Regions from separate parts of the Sus scrofa genome. Here region 1 is linked to region 2. The links are chromatin contacts, called in public HiChIP or PLAC-seq maps. All regions are on one chromosome and are shown on one strand. The core of a region is the stretch at or near the end of the contact, and the rest is flanking DNA. Distances in the headings are between cores, read along the strand shown. Region 1 has its middle 30 kb from the start of YIPF5. Region 2 overlaps ARHGAP26 (rho GTPase-activating protein 26).

What was found. HiChIP or PLAC-seq counts read pairs in DNA pulled down with a chosen protein or histone mark.
Region 1: a contact with region 2 is called in an H3K27ac HiChIP or PLAC-seq map of skeletal muscle, with 9 times the contacts expected there. The contact joins two enhancer-like sites. A contact is called at or near these places in 2 of 47 Hi-C or Micro-C datasets (embryonic fibroblasts and fetal heart ventricle) and 1 of 2 datasets of contacts at active chromatin or transcription factors (skeletal muscle).

Annotation. Positions count from the first base shown.
Region 1 is chr2:145,634,417-145,641,321 of Sscrofa11.1, forward strand. No RefSeq gene overlaps it. Among named protein-coding and RNA genes, the nearest start is that of YIPF5, 30 kb to the right of the region's middle. Within about 2 kb of position 3,400, at least 18 of the 83 cell types and tissues checked have an H3K27ac peak or open chromatin away from gene starts, as enhancers often do. A contact at or near this core is called in skeletal muscle, where this site is marked.
Region 2 is chr2:144,565,267-144,572,184 of Sscrofa11.1, forward strand. ARHGAP26 (rho GTPase-activating protein 26) reads left to right here. Exons shown (of 23, transcript XM_021085449.1): 12 at 2,434-2,470. Among named protein-coding and RNA genes, the nearest start is that of ARHGAP26, 270 kb to the left of the region's middle. Within about 2 kb of position 5,210, at least 14 of the 83 cell types and tissues checked have an H3K27ac peak or open chromatin away from gene starts, as enhancers often do. A contact at or near this core is called in skeletal muscle, where this site is marked.

The DNA of each region.
Region 1 (6,905 bases), core at 2,150-4,649, 1.1 Mb after region 2:
TGGAGCAAGTGACAGAAAATGTGATAAAAATAAGAGCAAGCAAAGTGGAAATCTGCTTACACTTTAACAGTGGATCTGGCTCCAGCACATTTTGATCCAAGGACTCAACCTCTGTCTCTTAATTCTGCTTTCCTCCACACGAGCTTCATTCTCTGAATTCATGTGATGGAATGGTGGCTGCCAACAGATTCAGGCTTACAAACTCCCAGGTTGAAGACCAGGGTAAAAAAATATAAAGCTTATTTCTCAGGGGTCCCAGCAAAATTCCCCAGGTGGCATCTCCCTGGATCAGGAGACAAGCTCATCCCTGAACCAGTCAGTGAACGTGAGAATGAAGCCAGGATGGAGTCACCTATCCACCAGGAAGTCAGAGGTGGAGTCAGACACCTGATACCCTTGGGCCTTGGGAGGGAAGGGACGCACTCCCCACGGGAAAACTGGAGAAGGGAGGCTGGGGGTTGGGCAAGCCACCTGTTTGCTGCTCATATTTGACTGTTAAACTCTCAAGGACTAGATATCCCAGGATCTCTTATCTCTGGACCCAGCAAGTTTCCCCGAGTATTTTAATGGGCACCAGGAGGTGTGTGTTAAATAAATGACCTCGGCAGCTATGGAGCCATCATATAAAGGAAATTTCCATTCCTGCTGCAACCAGAACAGAGTGCCTGGGAGTCCCACTCATGTTCATAATTAGAAAACACCCTGCACCTCATAGCCAGAGCCTGGCCTGGGGGCTGAAACGATCTCTTCCCCATCAGGGACCCCAGGGCAGCCTCGGTGAGATGGTGCATAATGGCTTCATGATCAAATTCTATGTGGACAATGAGGACTGGGCAAAAAGGAAGACAGGAACAGATGGTGAAGGCTTGGGACTAGGATTCTACCCTAAAGGTTTTGGTTCTTCCCTTCAGCCTGCACGAGGGAATTGCAACAGATAGGTTATAGAACCACCTAGTGGCCAAAGAGCATCCATACCAGTAGTGGAGACCTGAGCCGGATGTGGGAGCTTCATCACCGTCACCCTGGACCTGGGGACTGGCTGGTATGCCTGGTCAGTGAGGGGCCCTCCCTGGCTTCCACCTTTTCTCCTCCTCTTGGGAATGTCCGGGACAGCAGAAGTTTGGGGTAAAGTGAATCAGCTATGTGGGCTTTTCATTTCGGCTTTTGTTATGGACGCATTGGGAAAGCAGAGGTGTTGCAACGACGAAAGAGACTGCAACAGGGAGTGAATGTGTCCGGGCGGGGCGCTCTGCTCACACCTGGCTCTGCTGGGATGGAGGTCACGTGAGGGACTTCCCACTCCTGCCTTGAATACTTTCGGAGTGTTTGAATTGATTTATGCTGCGTATTGCTTCTGTAATAGCAATAACAGGACATCTTTAAAGAAGATGGGTGTCACCTCATCAGGGAGGTCTTCCCTGATGTCCTACGACCAGAGTGTGGCGGACCTGCGCGGATCTACCCGGGCATCTCCCGCACACCTTTTCAGAAACACAGCTGGCTTGAGGAGCATTGGCAGTGGCTGTGGCACTCCCTGGAGCTAACCCGTTCAACTGGGCACTTAACCCACGGGCTTCATGACCCCAGGGACTCCAGTCTTCCCTGGAGAGCCTTGCTTCTGGCAATACGACACTCTAGGCTCCGGTCTGTCATCCCCAAGGAGGTCAGCCGGCTGTAGTGTCTGCAGGAAGTGAGGCTGGATAAAGGTGAGACGCTCTTCCATGTGGCTAAAGGACAAGCAGCCCTGATTCAAAAGGCAGCGGGGTAGCGTATGATGCTCTACATGAAGAATCCTAAAGGTTTTAGGTCATGATGTATATTTAACAGACTTACTGATAATTAAATCCAAGATATTTGGAAAAATATTATTGAACTTGTATTTGGGAAGGTTTATTTGGGGACAAGTGGACTGGAGAGGAAGAGACACTGGCCTCCAAGGTGACACTTAGGAGACTGTTGGAATAATTGGGGATCATCACCAGGCTTTATTATCATGGCAATTTTTTTCCCAACAGCAAGTCCTCAGTGTGCCTATTACAGTGCCTGGCAAGACACGGGTGACTCATGAACACTGGCTGAGTACATGCTATTGTAGACCTGGACGACTGGTGACAGTATCGTGGAGAACGAGGGCGCAGGAGGGCGTGAAAGAATGCAGAACGTGTATCTAGCACATAGATGTAAGATGCTGGAGAGAGCGGAGAGGAAATGACTGCTGGCTTGCCCGCCTCTGCAATGGCTGAGAGAGAGAGAGAGAAAAGGAACTGTGGGCTGTGGACAGACAGCCGGTCAGGGGTGGGGAGAAGATGAGCCCCTTTCACTGCGCACACATTGAGTTTGAGTCGACAACGGGACATCTTAAAGAAAGGTCCGGAGGCAGCTGATGAGAAGGATGTAAACACGGGTGAGAGATGCGTGCCCGAGATGAAAGATCCCGATATCTGTAACACAGAGGCGAGAGGTGAATCTGCAAGAGCACATACAGTGCCCTGGAGGGCAGGATGTCAGGACAGAAAATTAAGGACCCAAAAGTGTGTTCTGAGGAATGGTCCTCATTGTAAAAGGTGTTGGGGACCCTGGAGAAACTTGCAGGTGTTAAGCTCCTCCAACTGCTAGCTGAATCCTTCTTTCCTAAAAGCCCAGGGAAGTTACTTGACATTTTAAATGCAGACATACAGAGAGGCATTCCGAGTCAGATATGAAGTGGAAAAATCTTTCTAAGATACACACAGGAAAAAAAAAAAAAAAAGTTCCCATCTCTCAACTGTTCTTTGTTTTAAAATTATCAAAAGCAACAAAAATCTAGGTACTTCAGTTAGAAAGTTTGAGCTGAAGTTTGCTCTCATTCTCGCTCATTGGAGTGTACTTTTCTCCTTCTATTTGTTGCTTTGTCTCCACCTTGTTAAGAGGCTGTTTAAACCTGTGCTTCAAATTCTCCCCAAGCAACACAGCCACTGAGGGAAAATCAAAAAGGAAGTACAGTGCATTTATAACAGCTTTGCTGGGATCGGTGGGAGGGGAAGCCAAAGGCTGCTGTGCAGATCAGTGACCCCTGAGCAGTGGGAAAAGCTGATTGGCAAACACGCAGGAACCTAAGGGGAGGACCAAGAGTGACTCAGGCAACCCTTTTAGGATGAAAGGACCAGACCTTTGTCAGTGACCACTTTTCACTGCCTTGCTTTCCAGAGGTCCTCTTCTTACACATTAGCAAAAACACTGCCTGTCCAGATGTAATCAGACTTGCAGCAACGAGAGAGAGACGGAACGGGGGAGCAGCTGAGCAGTCTCTGCCTTAGGTAATGCTGAGGCGCCGAACAGCTTCTTGGAAGATGTGTAGACGTGTGTGTATCCGTGTCACCAGCGTCAGTTTGGGTAGGTAAATGGAAACACGTGACTATCCCATGGTAATGCAAGAATGATGTAAACAATACACTTCTTTTTGCTAAGCAGATATCGCATGGAAGCAGGGCCCAGGTGTTTCCTTTCTGAAGGAAACTCCCAACAACACACTGAAATCTACTATCAACAAAGAAAACACATTGACAGAAAAGCCTAGTGGTTCTCAAATCAAATTCTTTAAGGCTTATAACGCTGCAGATTCAGCTTATTAAGATACTGAAAATGGGAGAAATTAAAAAGCAACCACTTTAATTATCGTGTTTGTGTCAAGTTTAGCCAACTGCTACAGTAATATCACTTGGCTTGTTCTACTGTAATTAACCCAGTAAGTGTACAAAGAAAACAAATTAGAACTATTTATAGCTCTTCTGAAGCAAAGTGGAAATGAGCTATTGCCCAATGCTATTACAATAAATATGGGTTGTTGACATTCCTTCAAAGTATGCTTTAGGACTTTCAATGAGTCATGTTATTCTTCAGTTGTATAAACCTCCACAAAACAAAGAAAATTCCAATAGTGCATCTCATCAAACTTGTTTTCAGAAGAGTGTATATCAAGTTGAGTAACCAGCCATTTGTTTTGAGCCAAACTGGATAAGTCTCATTAAGGAAATGTTAAATAGTATGCAAACACTGCATGCATTTTTAAAATGAGGTTCAAACATTCTGCGACTCTATGAGTCAGTCCCACAGAATGAAAACCACAGTCAAGATTCATTATTATTTAACTGGCATGGACCCCCCCCTCATCCAGATAATAGCGAACTTTATGGAAATGAAAGGAATGCAGATCTGGCACAAAAGGGGATCGTCTGCATAAGAGAGACTGCTTTACTTTTTTTCTTTGAGGTAATAATCCTTCACTTAGATAAAACAAATCAAAATTGTATGTGCAAGACCACTGTTTAGGCACAATACAAGCAAATTAGGTCCAAGTAATTACCTTCACCTTTGTAAGAAAAAAAACTGCCCACGTCCCCTCTTTGTATTTCTGCATTCCTGTTGCTGGGACTACTGCTGTCCACAAAACAGATGACCTACTACCTACTCCTGCTTTCTGTGTACAAGGCACAGAGTAAGTCCTCAGCATTCTTTTGCACAATAAACCCACAGAGCCTCATGAACAGTTGCCGTCATTATCCCTGTTCTGCAGATGAGAAAGAGGAGACCAAGAGAAGACCTTTCCACAAGATTCTAGTGGAGAAGCTGGCTTTCAAGCTCTAATTGGTCTGATTACAAGGGAGAGCGGGGAGGGAGTGGGATGGACAGGGAGTTTGGGGGTTAGTAGATGCACGCTATTACATTTAGAATGGATAAGCAATGAGGTCCTGCTGTACAGCACAGGGAACTATATCCAGCCTCTTGGGATAGAACATGATGGAAAAGAGCATGAGAAAAAGAATGTATATACAGGTGTGACTGGGTCACTATGCTGTGCCGCAGAAATTGACACAACACTGCCAGTCAACTATACTTGAATAAAAAAAAGAAGTGGAAAAACAAACAAAAAACAAAAACAAAAAAAACAAAGCCTGAGCTCTTAGCCAATATGTTTTCTTCAGACAACGTTTTCAAATGTGGAGAGTCTGAGTGGGGCTTTTGGACAGAGGTGAACTCTCCTGCTCTCTGTCTTGGTGTGAGCGTGTGAGCGAGGCCAGCTGGGTCTCTGCTCTGGTTTGCCCCCCCTCCACAGGAAAACCAGCTCCTGGGCACATGGCTGGGTTTGTTACCTGAAAAACAGTGCCCTGTGTGTAGGTTTTCGAACTCTGTAGAGCCATTTCATATAAACGATCTCTTTTGATCCTCCAGAGAACTGAGAAGAGAAGCCGTTTTTATCTGCATTTTATAGGCAGGATAAAACTTTACTCAAAGTTCTATCATGAGTTAGGAGCAGAGCCAGAGGTAGATCATGGTTTTCTGCCCTTTCCCAAGCAGCTGCCGCTTTTGCCTGCCCTGCACGTGAGGGAACCTATGCAAAACTGCATGTACCACCTAACCACCATGCCCAGAGGAGTCTGCCAAACAAAGTGAGTGACCCCCAGTAGGGACAGAGCTTCATGTTCTTATGTAATCTACACTTTAGAACTAGAGGCATACATCTCTAGCTCAATTTCAGAACGAAACCAAAAGTCACGCATCTAAACCTCGGAGAGAGAGCTCAGCTTCTGATTGATTTGATAAAAGCCCTATGGGAGAAGCAGCAAAACTTTTATTCAGTTGTCAGTTCAATGCTACATATATGATTTATTTTTTTTCTAATTTGCCCCTAAGATTGAAAATAAATGATAAGGCAGCATGGATCCTTTTCAAATGTCACTATGTTTTCAAAACTACCCTCTTGATCAAATCACAGCTATACTCACTATTAGCTGTATAACAATTGGGCAAATACCTTGAATTTTTAAAATAGACTAAAACAGCAATAATAGCAACACCTACCTCATTGGATTGTTGTGATGAGATGTGCATGTGACACATCTGGTGAGGTGCTTGAGCAGTACATTCTAGGCATGTAACAAGTACAATTCAGTTGCTGATTTCACTATGCAAAGCATTGGTAAATGCATCTTTGAAGCCCAATACACAGTGATTATGCTTCTGTCAACTTATCTTAAAGCTGAAGTTAACCATACTTGCCGTCTAATCAAATGCATCATTTAACTGGGATCTGCTATCGATTAATCCGCATCATCCTTAATAAAGGCTGTGAAGTGCCAGAGCTATGCTGACAAGTCCCTCCCTTGCATGAGTTTACTTCAGCGTTCTCGCTGCTCTCTCAAGTCTGCTGTGACTGCTAGGATTTCACGAGCTCCTGAGTTCCTTGGAAGGCAGAGGTAAGCATTTCCATCTGTATTCTCTCACATAATCCACCACATGGTAGCCACTCAGTAAATACTTGCTAAACATTGATTTGATGCCAGGAAACTAAAAACATTCATCCATTAAAAGAATTTATATCGGCTCTGAGATTCTCACTGTGTTTGGCCAAGAAGAGCACCCTGAGTTCTCTGGGATCTTAATTCTACTCTTGGGTAGGCACTGCTTTATTCTATTCGGGGCAGCTCTTATAACACTCGAAAACGAGAGGAAGCCAAATAGAGAAAAAGAAAGAAAGATAAGAGGGGAAATAAAAAGAGGGCACATAGAAGAGAAGAGGAAAAAAATGAACTAGTGAATTTTACTTTTTACACCTTTCACCAAATACTCTTCAGTATCATGTGATCCTTTTTTATCTGTCAATGTATCTTTTATAATTAAAACGAAAAAATGCATATAACTGTTAACCACTGCATTAAAATATTTCAATTAAAACGGTAACATGAATTGGGACCTAATGAGCTAATGACAGCTATTGTCCCTGCTGCCAAATTTCCTGGCGGTTTGCAAGTTGCAGAGGAGAAGAGATGGAGCATGTCCGTGAAATTGGAGACATGGCCCTACAGCAACCTGTAAGCTCTGTCCCAATTACTCCACACCTTGAACTTCTTGTTCTTCACCTTTACAGT
Region 2 (6,918 bases), core at 3,960-6,459:
TTTGGTGCAAATCCACCTCCTCCTGAAGGAGAGCTGCAAGCCCTGTATTTTGCTCTTCCTGCTGGATTTTGCCATTTAGGAGAAGCAGGTGTCCCTGGGATAGAGTGTTCAAATTTAATGGGTGCAATGAAGTGAGCAGGAAAAAAATCCTTGCCCCGCTTTGGCCTCTTCCTCTGCGCTTCCCTTCCCTCCCTATCCAGTTTGAGTGCCCGCCACTGACCGTGGACCCCTAGGCCAAAGCCATTACGAGGTTACCCATTTTGCTCTCAGGTCACAAGACCCTGCAAGATGGTACCACTGCCTGTGTCTCTGCCCCATCCACATCCCCACCCTTCTCTGCTGTGAGCCACTGCCACCTGCCTCCCTCCCTCCGAAAGGCCGTGCCCGGTGCCAGGTTCATGGTCTTTTGACCCCTAATCTCTCGAACTTTTGTGCATATAAACTGATGGCTTTTCATTCATCAGACAGTCTGCTTGAAGTACAGAAACCCCTGCTGTCCTCATCTTTCGGACCTTCAGTAAATGGCTGTGTGTGTTTTTTGTTTGTTTGGATGCACCCACAGCATCTGCAAGTTCTCAGGCCAGAGGCTGAATCCGAGCCACAGCTGCCACCTCTGCCACAGCTGCGGCAACGTCGGATCCATAACCTGCTCTCCAGGCCAGGGCTCAAACCGGAGCTGCCACAGAAGCAATGCTGGATCCTTAACCCACTGGGCCACGGTGGGAACTCTGGCGGTGTGCCTTCATAGTCATCTTTAGGACGTGAGTGATAATACTAGAAGGTGATTTATCAAATTAGCTGTTTGATAATTCAGAGGCGTTCTTGGCTGACCCCTTCAATGGGCAGATGGGGCAGTAGAGACCCAGAGAGGTGAGAGACTTAACCCAGAGACACAGGCACTTGGGGGGCCAAGCTGGAGCTCCTGCCCAGCTCTCGACTGGCATCCCAGCCATATTTCCTACCAGGTTCAACTCCCTCTTAGGGTTCTTTTGAGAACCACTTGGCTGCGTTGCTCTAGGGATTAAATAAGCGGTTCCCGGCCAAGAGTGTCCATCACAATCACTTGGAATATCAAGGTTTTTTAAAGTGACCACCAGGGTCACGCTGTGCCTTTTCATACCTACAGAATCATAAGCACCAGAGAAAGATTTGGGCACTATGATTTTTTTTCCCCTAAAGCAGGGGGTTTATCGTCTTCTTTAATAATGCCCACATCTCAGAGGTTGGCAGACTATAGCCCACAGGCCAAATCCAGTTCACCACCTGCTTTCGTGTAGCCACGAGCTAAGCATGGTATTCACAGATGAGCATCTGCAATCAACTTCATAGGAAATACTTTGAACTCTCTTTAAGCTACATGTTACCCACCTTTTATATATAAAAACAAATTCTGTGCTTCTGCTGAGTAGACCTGTGTTTCAAAAAATCATGCACCTTGGAAAAAGATGCTGCAAGTGATTTCGATGGCCCCTCTTGGTTGAGAACTTTTTCCTTTAACACCTGGAGGAAGCAAGCCAAGCGTCTCTGAAAAGAGGGCCATGAAACCCTAAGACTGATCTGCACCTGCTCTGAGAGTTACCCCTGAATTTCGAAACCTACTTTATTTTGAATTTTGTCGAGAAAAATTTGTGGAAGTGTTTCTCCCCTCTTGGTTTAGAAATACCCATATAATATCATCGATTTGTCTTTTGCGTGCCGGCCCACAGAGACAAAAATACTTACCATCTGACGCTTTGTGGGAAAAAGCCGACTCTTCCAGTGTCACTGTCTGGTTTATTTGGGGGCGCTTTCCCTTTTCTGATTTCCATGACTCATTCCAGGGGTGTCTGCTATAGAAGTAATGCATTACCCTTATAGCATTTGAATTCACACAAGAATATAAAATACAAAGCGGTCTGGTCCCATCCCCAGTGTTAACACTTGACAGTTTTTCACGTATCTTTGTCCTGACTTTGCCACATACCAGCTGGGAGCCTTAGTTAACCTCTCGAAGCCTGCAATTCTCCATCTGTAAAACGGTGATCATAACAGCGCCTACCCAACAGAATTGTTGTATAGATAATTTGAGATAATTCATGTGAATTGCTTAGCTCATTGCCTGGCGTGCGCAGTTAATGCTTAATGATTTGTAACATTAATTTTTTTTCTCCTTTTTAGTTTCCATGCATACATAAGTTTGGGTTTTTTTTGAAGGAGGAATATGAGGTTTTTGTTTTAACCATAAAGTTCCAGAGGTGATTCTGATGTGCACACATTAAGAACACCTGAAGTAAATAGCAGGAACTAGGTGTGATGGCATTTACATGTGGGGGCCAGAAGTGGCCTTCTATCCTCAGGCACAAGCTAGGAAAGGGGGAAGGAGTGGTTTTCTCCAGTGGACCTGGAGAGTGGTAGGAAAATGCGCCCAAGTAAACAGGTCTTTCTGTTTTCCAGGTCTACAACTCCAACAGAGACAGTCAGAGCGAAGGCAGTAAGTACGCTGTTCAGATTTGTTTCTACAGCTGGGGGCGGGGGCGGGATTGGGGAAGCTGCTGTTCTGGGGAAGGACCACCAGGAGGTGCTATGGGCCTGTTGGGTCAGCCCCCTTCCCCCAGAGCAGCCTGAGCGGCTTCTGCCAGCCTTACCATGTCAGGGACTCCAGGACTTGCCGTGAGCCTGACCGGCAAGGCCGTGATGACATCTTGCACCCCGTAACCCTTCACGCTGTCCAGAGAATGAGGTACATTAGCTCCGTTAATCCTGTGTCGTCTTAAGAATGTCATTCCAGTCACCACTTAAACGTTGCTTAATCCAATAAGAGCCAGGTCCCCAAGAGCCCTGTCCTGCAGGAAGCCAGAATTGGCTTTGCCTCCTGCGCGGTCTTGCTCAGAGGACTGGAGAGGCAAGAACCGTCTGAGTGATGGCTTGGTACCTACTCCTGGGTTCCCGTTGCCTCTTGGAGAGCTAAGAGCAGAGACAGTGCACACTGATGATATTCCTCTCTGACGGGAGTGACCTGGGCAGCCTCTCGAGCAGGCACAGCTCCCCTGCTTCTGGCTCTGAGCGCTCTGGTTAAGCACGACGTCCAAGGGCACCTGCAACCTTGTAACGATGATGGGGTGAACATGAAACTGGGCTGATGGTCTCCTTGGTGAGCAGGAGAAAAAACAAATTCCTGCCTTGTTGCTACCAGCGTAGGAAGGAAATTGTGTCCCTGTGCCTCAGATTTGCTTTGTAAAATCCACTTGGAGAAAAGTCCAAGATAGCCCTACCCTGAATTGCAGCAGTATCCGGAAGCTCAGTGCCGCTCCATGTGGACCAGAGAAAAGGATGAGCTGTTTATGTCGATGCGAAATCCACTTGGAGACAGACATTTCCCTTCTTTCATGCTTTCCAAAATACAGATGTTACAGAATCTTTATGTAAAATGTTAAGTAATTTGGAAAGGTCGTTATTGGTAGGCCAAGAGGCCTTTCGGAGAAGAAAAACATGTTTCTTTGTTGCTTCTGTTTTTCCCGCACGCATTGAACCAGGGAGAATTTTTCAAGTAAATATTCAAGGAAACAAGTCCTTCCTCCCCCGTTCAGATGGGCCTGTTTCGGAAAGCCCATCTGATACGGGGCTAACTTGACCTAAAATAACAATCGCATAAACAATAGTAATAATAATGAAAGGGCAGAGAACTCTGCAGCGCCACCCGCAGTAAGGTGGGAAGAGTGGAAGAACCAAGGCTTGAAATCAGACCAGTTCTGGAGACCCGGGGACCAGTGGGGAAGGGCCTTCTGGATAATAGAAGCAGGATGAGAAAGCTTTTAAACAGTTTGTCAGTCCTTGCCTCACTTCTCTGAGAGTCCCAGGAAAGAGCGCATCAAAGTGGCCTAGCTTCAGCCCACCTGGGGCAAGACAGCACACCTCGACTGAGGGTTTCGAGAGGACTCAGGAGATGGAATTACAGAAGGGACATCACGGGACCCACCAGGACAAGAGAGGACAGAGGCCCACGCCCTGCCCTGCTCTGGGACACATTTCTATAATAAAGGACCTAGGAACTGGGAGGGGCAGGGACACATCGAAGGAGACCCCCTGCCCAGACCTGAAGCTTGCCTGTAACTTTTTTTTTGCCTTTTCTAGGGCCGCTCCCGCGGCATATGGAGGTTCCCAGGCTAGAGGTCTAATAGGAGCTGTAGCTGCCGACCTACACCAGAGCCACAGCAACGCTGATCCGAGCCGCGTCTGCCACCTACACCACAGCTCACGGCAATGCTGGATCCTTAACCCACTGAGCAAGGCCAGGGATCGAACCTGAAACCTCATGGTTCCTAGTCAGATTCGTTAACCACTGTGCCACGACGGGAACTCCTTGCCTGTAACTTTTGACGTTATGAATCTGCTTCTCCCTCCTTGAGATACATACCGGTAGATTTAAAAGATGACCGTGCTTCTGCTGGTGGGCATGCCAGCTGGTTTTACCATATCGTAATATGTATTAAGTATCTGGGGACTATGTATTAAAAGCCTTTCAAAAGTAAATATCCTTTGACCCAGCAGTTTGTCCTGACGGATAGATGGGAATGCAAAGACATTTCTGTAAAGAAGTTCATTGGCGCATCGGTCACGATAGCAAAGAATCGGAGACAGTCTAAATGGTTAATAAGACACTGATGACAAATAGCAGAGAGCACTATGGACCCTCTAAAAAGAACAGGCGAGATCTTGGTATATTTGCCAAAACGGTGCCCTCCGTATATTGTTCCCTTACGTTTTTAAAACTCAGGTGGTGGAACCATGTGTGGATAAAAATAAATGACTTGCCTTGTCTAGAGACATTGAGAGGCACAGTCCTGGAGACGCTTCCTCGTCAAAGTCTTAATCAGCACAGGGGGTAGATTGCTGGGAGACACCGACCTTCACCTTGAAATATTTCTCTATGCTTTGCATTGTCAACAGCGAGTGTATTTTACAATAATAGCTGTTCATGGATAGCGCTTACCGGCTCCTCACTGTGTTTCAGGGTTTTTATGCACATTAGCTCCTCTGATGCTTTTGCACTGCTCTGCGAGGTGCTTTTGACCTACTTTGTAGATTAGGAAATTGAGATTGGTCAATGCAGGAGATGTGATTTAATCTGAGTTCTGCCTGGCTCTAATTTAACTCTGCTGTTAACCACAGGGATATTCTACCTCCCTAGGAAAAGAACAACACAGAAGGTTCCGTTTGTGGAAACAAGGCGCGTGCAGCATGTGGCTCTTGCCATTGTTATTCACAGGGGACAGAGTTGGCTGCCTTGAGTCTCTACTGATTCTTCAGCTGCTCACCTTTTCATATGGGAAGCGGGAGAGGACAGATGGGTTAAACATACCGGTCACTTTTCCAGGAGTAGTTTAGAAAAATTATTTTTCTAGGGTGCTCTTGTTCTAGAAACTGCTCTGTTCACTGATTTCCAAGCTGGCTACACCAGAGAAGTGCTCCGGTTAGGGTTAGGGTTAGGACTTCTTTTGACATCACACGAGCCTTAGCTTCGTTTCCCCTCTGCTGCCAAGCCCGTTCCCTTTCCAATTCCTGCCGAGGTGACGTGAGTTTCACCGCACCCCACGCAGTGGCGCTCCTCCGCCACAGGTGGCGCTGTTGCCCAGGCTCTGGTGGTTTTGCAGCTGTGTATGAGGCAATTGAAACACTTAAAGGTAAGAAGTCTATAGGATATGAATTTAAACGTGGGATGCTGTGCTGTTACCTTTTAAGAGCCAGATTCCAAATGTTGGGCCTTTTCCTTTCTGGAAAATGGTTTGGTGAGAACTCAAATGCCAGCATTTCACCACAGAACCAGCATATTTTGAAGTGACAGGTAGCAGGAGGGAATTCCTTCGGGGACAGTTCTGAATTTGTTGCTTTTATCTTGAAGTTTCTCTCAGGGCATACAGTGCCTGTGGGATGTCAGGCAGGGCCATAATTAATGGCTGGCAGCTGCTGGTGTTTTCCAAATGGCCCAGTTGCCAAGGAGGGGATGACAGCAGATAAATGCATGCACATTTCTTTGCAGAGACTTTTCTCCCCTTTGCTTTCTTCTCTCTTCTCTTTGGATCTCGGGTCCAGAGAGAGAGAATTAGTCTTGCTCCCTGGCTTGTGGCACGGGATCCTCACAGGCTCCTCCTTAAGTCACTCACTCACTTCTCTTTTAGTTCTTTTCCCAACTCCTATTCCTGTCCTCCCGCAGTCCACCGTTCTATTGTGTACTTTTAACGTGTACTCTTGCCAATTCATGTCTTTCATGTACTTGTGGGGTGTTTTGTTGTTGTTGTTGTTGTTTGTTTGTTTGTTTCATTTTGTTCATGGCTGCACCTGCAGCATATGGAAGTTCCTAGGCTAGGGGTCTGAATCGGAGCTGCAGCTTCCAGCCTACACCACAGCCACAGCCACACCGAATCCAAGCCACATCTGCGACCTACCCCACAGCTCACGGCAATGCCAGCTCCTTAACCCACTGAGCAAGGCCAGGGATTGACCCCACATCCTCACAGACATGGATTCTTAACCCGTGATCCACAACAGGAACTCCTACCTGTGTGGGTTTTTGTTTTTGTTTTTGTTTTGTTTTGTTAATTCTTTGATTATCGTTGATTTACATTATTCTGTCCTACCTGGGGTTTTCTGTCGTGTAAATGGTTGTAGTCCTTGTTGTGTTTCCCTGGAGGTTCTCACAGAGGGGGCATGGGCGCAGATGTCGCTGCGGTATTGTCGGGGTTTACCCTGGAGGAGAGTAGTGTCCGCTTCGTTGGAGGGAAGGTGCTCAGGTCGTGACCTAGAGCCGTCTCTCCGGGGCCTCCAGCCCCACGGGAAGAGTTCCCCCTTCCTGCTAACTCTGGCCATTATCCAACTCTCTCTCTTTTTTTTTTTTTGCCAGTCTAGTAGGTAGAAAAGGATAGCTCATCCTTGTCTTGATTT